Regions from separate parts of the Sus scrofa genome. Here region 2 is linked to region 1. Evidence: chromatin contacts called from public Hi-C data. All regions are on one chromosome and are shown on one strand. The core of a region is the stretch at or near the end of the contact, and the rest is flanking DNA. Distances in the headings are between cores, read along the strand shown.

The links. A called contact is a pair of places that touch in the nucleus more often than the background predicts.
Region 2: a Hi-C map of alveolar macrophages shows a contact between it and region 1, with 2.4 times the contacts expected there. The contact joins the enhancer-like site here to the promoter of XPO7 in region 1. A contact is called at or near these places in 3 of 5 promoter capture datasets (fetal liver, fetal skeletal muscle and liver), 22 of 47 Hi-C or Micro-C datasets (adipocytes, alveolar macrophages, embryonic fibroblasts and 14 more) and 2 of 2 datasets of contacts at active chromatin or transcription factors (alveolar macrophages and skeletal muscle).

The regions. Positions count from the first base shown.
Region 1 is chr14:6,186,209-6,189,649 of Sscrofa11.1, forward strand. It overlaps XPO7 (exportin-7), which reads left to right and starts at 1,832. Exons shown (of 28, transcript XM_021073572.1): 1 at 1,832-1,944. The coding sequence starts at 1,927.
Region 2 is chr14:6,248,575-6,252,015 of Sscrofa11.1, forward strand. XPO7 (exportin-7) reads left to right here. Exons shown (of 28, transcript XM_021073572.1): 6 at 1-92; 7 at 1,888-2,053; 8 at 2,937-3,010. Among named protein-coding and RNA genes, the nearest start is that of NPM2, 39 kb to the right of the region's middle. Within about 2 kb of position 1,572, at least 4 of the 83 cell types and tissues checked have an H3K27ac peak or open chromatin away from gene starts, as enhancers often do. A contact at or near this core is called in alveolar macrophages, omental adipose tissue and retroperitoneal adipose tissue, where this site is marked.

The DNA of each region.
Region 1 (3,441 bases), core at 582-3,081:
AATGAAGAGGTGTGGCCAGACTGGGGTATGTACTGGATAGAGATTCTACAGGACTTGCCAGTGGATTGGATATGGGGGACTGTTGAAACACTGGGTAATCAAGGTTAACTCCTGGGTTTTTAGTTTGCGCAACTGGGTAAATGATGGTATCATTTACAGAGAAGGGGGAGATGGGGGAAACAGGTGTGGGGGAGGGTTGGATTTGGACCTGGGCCACAGGGAGCTGTTATTTCTTTTTTTTTTTTTAACTTTTATAATTTTTTTAAATTTTTTCCCACTGTACAGCAAGGGGGTCAGGTTATCCTTACATGTATACATTACAATTACATTTTTTCCCCCACCTGGGAGCTGTTATTTCTACCCAATCAGGAAAGTAGGGGATAGGAAGACTGCCATTGCAACTCCACTCCAAGAAGATACCAAAGAAGAACCTGACCCTGACCCACCTTCCCCTGCCCTCTACCCTCAGGGAGCTAAGAACAGGACACTCAAAAGTTGCTGGAAAACAAAACCAGAAAAATCCTACATCTCAGGGTCTAGGCTTGCCAGGAACAACAGTCAAAAAAGCTCTGCCTCAAGTCTTCTATTGGCAGAGCCTAACTTGCATACAGAACCCTAGCTGCAAGGAAATCTGGGTAATGTAGTTTTTAGGTGTTCTACCTCTAAATCAGGAAGACACACTCGGAGGAGGAGGAAGATTGAAGTGAATGCTGAGTACCCGTCCCCTCGATCCACAACGGAAAGTGTATGTCATTCACTACTATCATCATTTCCGTCGCCCGTGGTGGCTCCTAGTCCATACAAACTTCAAACAGCCAATACTTTTCAGAATCCAGCTAAAATCTAATTGGGGGCCTTGACTGGAAGTCGGAGGGGAATCCAGTGGAAAACAGGAACCGGCATTATCTGATACAGATCATTCCTAGTGGGAAGACTGGAATTAGCCTCAGCAGGCAGGGCCTGACCTGATCTGACCCAAGGGGATGGCTTTCACACTCAGACTGAGCCCAAGGGTCCTAAAACCCCTTTAGGTCTCCCCCTATCACCTCCCCCAGCTTCCGACCCCTCTCAGCAGGCAGCCTACTGGTTAAGATAACAATCTATTAGGGAAGATTAGAACCATGTCTTCTGCATGTTTCCATGAACATCGCCACTATTTGGTGGCTATTTCCATGAATGTTTACCGCAAAAAAAGGACAGAAATGAAAACAAGGAGATCACGATTCGGGTTGCTGGTAAAACCCAGGATCAGAGAGCAATGGCCCCTGTCCACTGGAGCGGAAAGCTAGAAAGACACAATTTCGGCCGCCGAAGGCAGTGAAAAGCGAAGAATAACGCAGGCGTCCTAAATAGTGGGGGGTTAGGTGGCGAGCGCACCGGAAGACCCCCCCGGTGTGTGGTGTTACAGCAGAGGCGCGGCGGCAGAGGGAGAGGGGCGTTCGGGGGCACGTTCGAGGACACTCGGGAAGACAGGAATCCGCCAGGTGCAGGGGTCTGGGCGGGGACAGGTCCCAGCCCCTTGAGGAGCCCTCTCCAAGCTGATGAGCGAAGGCATCTCCAACTCCCGGGGCAGCGCTTGCCCGCCAGCCGGAGCGAGCACGGCCCCTTTAAAAACCATGTAAACAAAGCTTTGTTCCCCCCGGCCCCCTCCCCTCGCGCCCCCGGGTCCGCTCCTTCCTCTACCCGCCCCCCGCGTCTCCGGGCCGCTGACGTTGCGGCGCCTTTACGCCGTCCCAACGGCGCTGCGCATTCTCCAACCGCGGCCCCGGCCGCCCGGGCCTGCGCAGCCGGGCGGCGCTACGCCGCGAGCGCAGCGCGACAAGCCCCCAGCGCGCAGGCGCAGCGGCGACGGCGGCGGCGGCGGCGGCCCGGCCGAGGTGCGCGCTGGGGGGGAGGGGGGCCGGAGAGGAGCATGAATGGAGCAAAATGGCGGATCATGTGCAGGTGAGAGGAGCCACGGGGGAGGGGGCGGCCGCGGAGAGTGGGGAGTGGGAGCGCACGGGGCCCAAGGGGCTCGGGAAGGCTCGGGACTCGCCCGACCCGCGCCGCCGCCACTCGGGGCTCTGGAGCCGCCGCCCGTCCCGGAGCTCTGGGGCCTTTCCCGCCTCCCGGGCCGGGGGCCTCCTCCATCCCCTCCCACCCGGTCCCATGCTTCTTGCGCGGGGCTGGAGGTGTAGGAATCGGCGCCCCGGCGGGCACAGCCTACATCGCTTATCAGCGACTGTCTTTCTGTTGGAGGGAGGCCTCCCGCAAGTCCTCAGTACCCCCCAAGACCGGGAAGGGAGGGAGACCCTTTGCCCACTCTTTCCGGAGGGGGACTTCCCCGTCACACCCGCCAGCCCTAAACAAATAACAAAAAGAATACCTCACGCTGATAAACCTACCGAGTCTTTCCCGCCGCCTTCCTCTTCACGCCCCCAAATACTGGAGACCCCCCCCTGCGGCCTCCTTCCTCCTCCCACAGATGCGCCCTTCACCCCACTCCTGATCGTATAAGCCTACAGGGCCGAGCGCCCCAATCCTCCAAAATGGGTGCTCAGGCCCGGGCCCGCCCTCCCTCCGGTCCCCCTATCCCCGGTGAAGGAGTTGAGTGCCCACACCTCCTCCGAAACGCGGGGTGGAGGGGGTGTGTCTGAAGCGAGAGATGCAACGTTGGGTGCCGACGTTGCTCCGGAGGGTCCTGATTTGACTCCGGAGCTGCCCCGGGCGTGCTTTGGGCCCAGGCCACTTTTCTTCAAAGATATGGCACAGGCCTTAGGAAGAGACAGCCCATACTGAACCGAATAGTAGCTGGAGGGGTCAGGGTTATTTCTTGCAAACTCGATAAAGTTTTTCCTCTGATATTTTTATGACAGTTATTATTACAGATATTGTCTGAAACCTTCGGATTTTCAAGGTAATCGTACATGTTTTCTGTTGGGGGAAGTAAAAAGTAGAATAACAAGTGTCGCCTTATTTTGCATACTATGTAGTTAACATTCCTCACGTGAAAAGGATGATCTTATTCCCAACATTATGTCTATAAGAACCTGTAGTGGAGTGACTTGTATCAGTTTCTTTGGTTGGGAAGGGGCTAAATAAATTCTCGGGCCAGGGATCAGGAGAGTAAATCTTTGGAGCAAGGGGTACAAGTTATCAGGACGGGAATTATATCAAAAAATTGTAACCACAGATGGAAAACCACAAGATTTGTGTTTTAAAGCCAGAATCGTGGCCTAATTCAGAAGCAGCATTAACAGTTGTTACAAGCTGATAATAATAATAGCACCTTGAGTTTTATAGCAGCCATTTCTAAGAAGCATGAAAGAGTCTTATGTGATTTTTTTTTCTTTAATTCTTCTGTCCTAAAAGAGTAGATAGGCGAGAATTACATTTGTCATTTTGAAGAAACAAACCAAAGTACAGAGCTGATATGAGATTTGCTTAGGGTAAGACTAAAGT
Region 2 (3,441 bases), core at 322-2,821, 62 kb after region 1:
ATCCTTTAACCAAGCACAGAAAAATAGCCTCTTCTTTCCGAGATTCATCATTATTTGATATCTTCACACTTTCCTGCAATTTACTAAAACAGGTGAGATTGTAAGTTGGGTTCTCCCTCCAAGTTCCTTGTGAAAGGATGAGAATAAGTGGGGACCTGTTAGCTGTCAGCTCTTCACTGACCCCCATGAGAAGTTATGCACCACCTCCTTAATCCTCATCATCAAGTAATACCTCTGTCCAAGATGTTGAAGAAACTTGCCAACAAAGAGAAAGAATTGAGATTTCCCCATTTCACTTCTGTTCCCCTACGTAAAGAGCAGTAAGTGAACACTTAGCTCATGCTCTTGTCTTAAAGGAACAAAGTTTGAGATTTTTGTTGTTGACTTTTTTTATATTCACATAAAATCTTCCTATATGGAGTAAAAGCATCTTAGTTTTACGGTGTTTGGATTCTCAGTGCTCTGAAAGCAGGCTGAGACTGCATTGTTAGTGTACTAAAACTAGGCCGGCTTCCCTGTCCCCTGCTGAGTTACAGGCAGCAAATAAACAAGCAACATCTGTAAGGATAAGTAGATTTTGAGTTTTTAACATCCGTTTAGATTTCATAACCTGAAGGAGGAGACACTATCGCATAAGGAAATTGCCTGTTTTAAAATAGAAAGTTGGTGTTTTGATTCATTTATGGATAGACCTGAACTGAGACATGTTAACCAGTGAGTTTGACACATTTATAAGAATGTTTGGATGCTTTGTCCCTATAGAAAGGCAAATGGAATTAGCCTCTGGCTTTTTGTTCATTTGGGGTTTTTTAATTGTTGTTTTCTTGTTCTTGTTCTCATTTTCCAGTATGTCTCAATTTTAGTGTTAGAAGCAAGTTTGGATTTTTCTTTTGTCCTGGTTAATGATGTCCATCTTTTCCCTCAGCTATGTAGTTTTACTTCAGAATTCCCCAAAAGTCCTCAGTTTTGGCAAGCTGCCTCGCAAAAGCTGTTGTACCCCCTAGAGGGAAAAAGCTTTTGAGAAAACAGGATTGAATTCTGTGATTCTATCAAAAACAATTAACCAGCCAGTCACTGAGGTCACCGCTGGTATAAATTTGACTTTGATAGACACCATAGCTCTAGACTACCATTGAGCTATAGGCAGAGATACTGCTGATGAATAAGTACAATTCAGTGGTGATTTTGTTTTAATTTTAGTTTGAAAAATTTTTGTTGATGCTGGAAATAGTAATGTTAAAAAGAGGAAGGAAGATAGGGCAGGGTATACTAGAACTCCCTCCAGAGTTTAGTCCTGTCCCTGTCTAGAAACAACAAGGGTCTCCAGGAGTTCCCATTGTGGCGCAGTGGAAATGAATCTGATCCGTATCCGTGGGGATGTGGGTTCTATCCCTGGCCTCGCTCAGTGGGTCAGGATCCAGCCTTGCTGTGAGCCGTGGTGTAGGTCTCAGATGTAGCTCCAATACAGTGTGGCTGTGGCTGTGGTGTAGGCTGGCAGCTGTAGCTCTGATTCAACCCCTAACCTGGAAACCTCCATGTGCCACTGGTGCAGCCCTTTAAAAAGTTAAAAAAGGATCTCCATGCAAATGAAGTAACCATATATGGCCACAATGTCGACAGTGTGTGAAGAGTAAGTGTCAAAGGGGCATTTCTTTAAATACCAGCTTCCTGTTTTTATAGTAGAAATGTTTTAATAGTAAAAAAGGAGCTAGGATTTTCATCATGACATTAAGATGGTGGAAGTGCAGCGTCTTTCAGGAGAGAATCATCTCTTGACTATGTTGAAATATCGTCTTCCTTTTCTGGCTGAGCAGCTTTCCTGTGAGTCCAGTAGCAAGCTTGGAAGAGAGGAGTGGTTGGCGTTCATTATGTGGTCATTTTTTACAGGCTTCAGGAAAGAATCTGAACTTGAATGATGAAAGTCAGCATGGCTTGCTGATGCAACTGCTTAAACTCACTCATAACTGCCTAAACTTTGATTTCATCGGCACTTCTACTGATGAGTCCTCGGATGACCTGTGCACGGTACAGATTCCCACCAGCTGGAGATCAGGTAATGCGGTGGCACCGTCTGAAGCAGACCAGACCATTGCTCCACTCTACTTGGCATCTGCAGGCGGTCCAAGGAACCTCTAGCAATTCCCTTGGTTGCCCTTAGAGAAAACTTAGAATGTCGCTATGGGTCTTTACAAAGTCAGGGAGAAACTGGGAGGAATCTTACAGATCCCCTTATGGGTAGAACTCTGGGCTTCTGACAAATGTGAGTTTGACCTTGCATTGATCACCTAGAGACCTCTGATATCTTACTCATTTGAGGGAATTTCTAGCTTTAAAAAAACAAAATCAAATAAAAGAAACTTGTACTTGCTTTTGTGTTCCTAAGGATAAAAATTCTTACTGTGAAAAGAGTCCTGATTGCCTTAAATTGTTTGAGAATCAGAAGAATGCAAATGTTTGTTGGAGCTAAAAACTAGTGCTTTTCTAATTAAAAAAAAAGGAAAGTAAAAAGCCCATATTAGCTTATCACTTCAAAGGAAATAAACATTCTATAAGATAAGAAAGTAGGGGAGTTCCCGTCATGGCGCAGTGGTTAACGAATCCTACTAGGAACCATGAGGTTGCTGGTTCGATCCCTGGCCTTGCTCAGTGGGTTGACAATCCGGCGTTGCCGTGAGCTGTGGTGTAGGTCGCAGACGCTGATCAGATCCCACGTTGCTGTTGCTGTGGCTCTGGCGTAGGCTGGAAGCTACAGCTCCAATTAGACCCCTAGCCTGGGAACCTCCATATGCCATGGGAGCGGCCCAAGAAATGGCAAAAAGAGAAAAAAAAAAGATAAGAAAGTAGGAAGATAACGCTCCTTGATGAATGCACAGCACTGAGATATGCCAGTTGCGTGGTGCAGACATACTCAGTAAAGTGCTCTTTTGTCTTTCCAGCATTCTTAGATTCTTCAACTCTGCAGCTGTTTTTTGACCTGTATCATTCCATCCCTCCTTCATTTTCACCTCTGGTAAGTCAGGACTACAGTTTCTATTTCTAGACGGTAGCAATGGTGAATGAGTCTTATATTCATTTTGTTGCACAAAATCATAGAAGAGGAGTTTCTGTTGTGTGCAGTGGAAACGAATCCGACCAGTATTCATGAGGATGCTGGTTTGGTCCCTGGCCTCACTCAGTGGGTTAGGGATCTGGCATTGCCGTGACCTGTGGTGAAGATCACAGATGCATCTCAGATTGTAACTTGCTGTGGCTGTGGCGTAGGCTAGCAGCTGCAGCTTTGATTCAACCCCAGGCCTGGGAACCTCCATATGCCACGGGTGTGGCCTTAAAACCCCCACCCCCGCCAGAAAAAAGAAATACGAGGGTAGGTTATCTAGTTTTTTGAGGTAAAGCTTGTTGCCTAAAGGTACTCACAGTGAGTCTTAGTTCCTTTTAAATTGT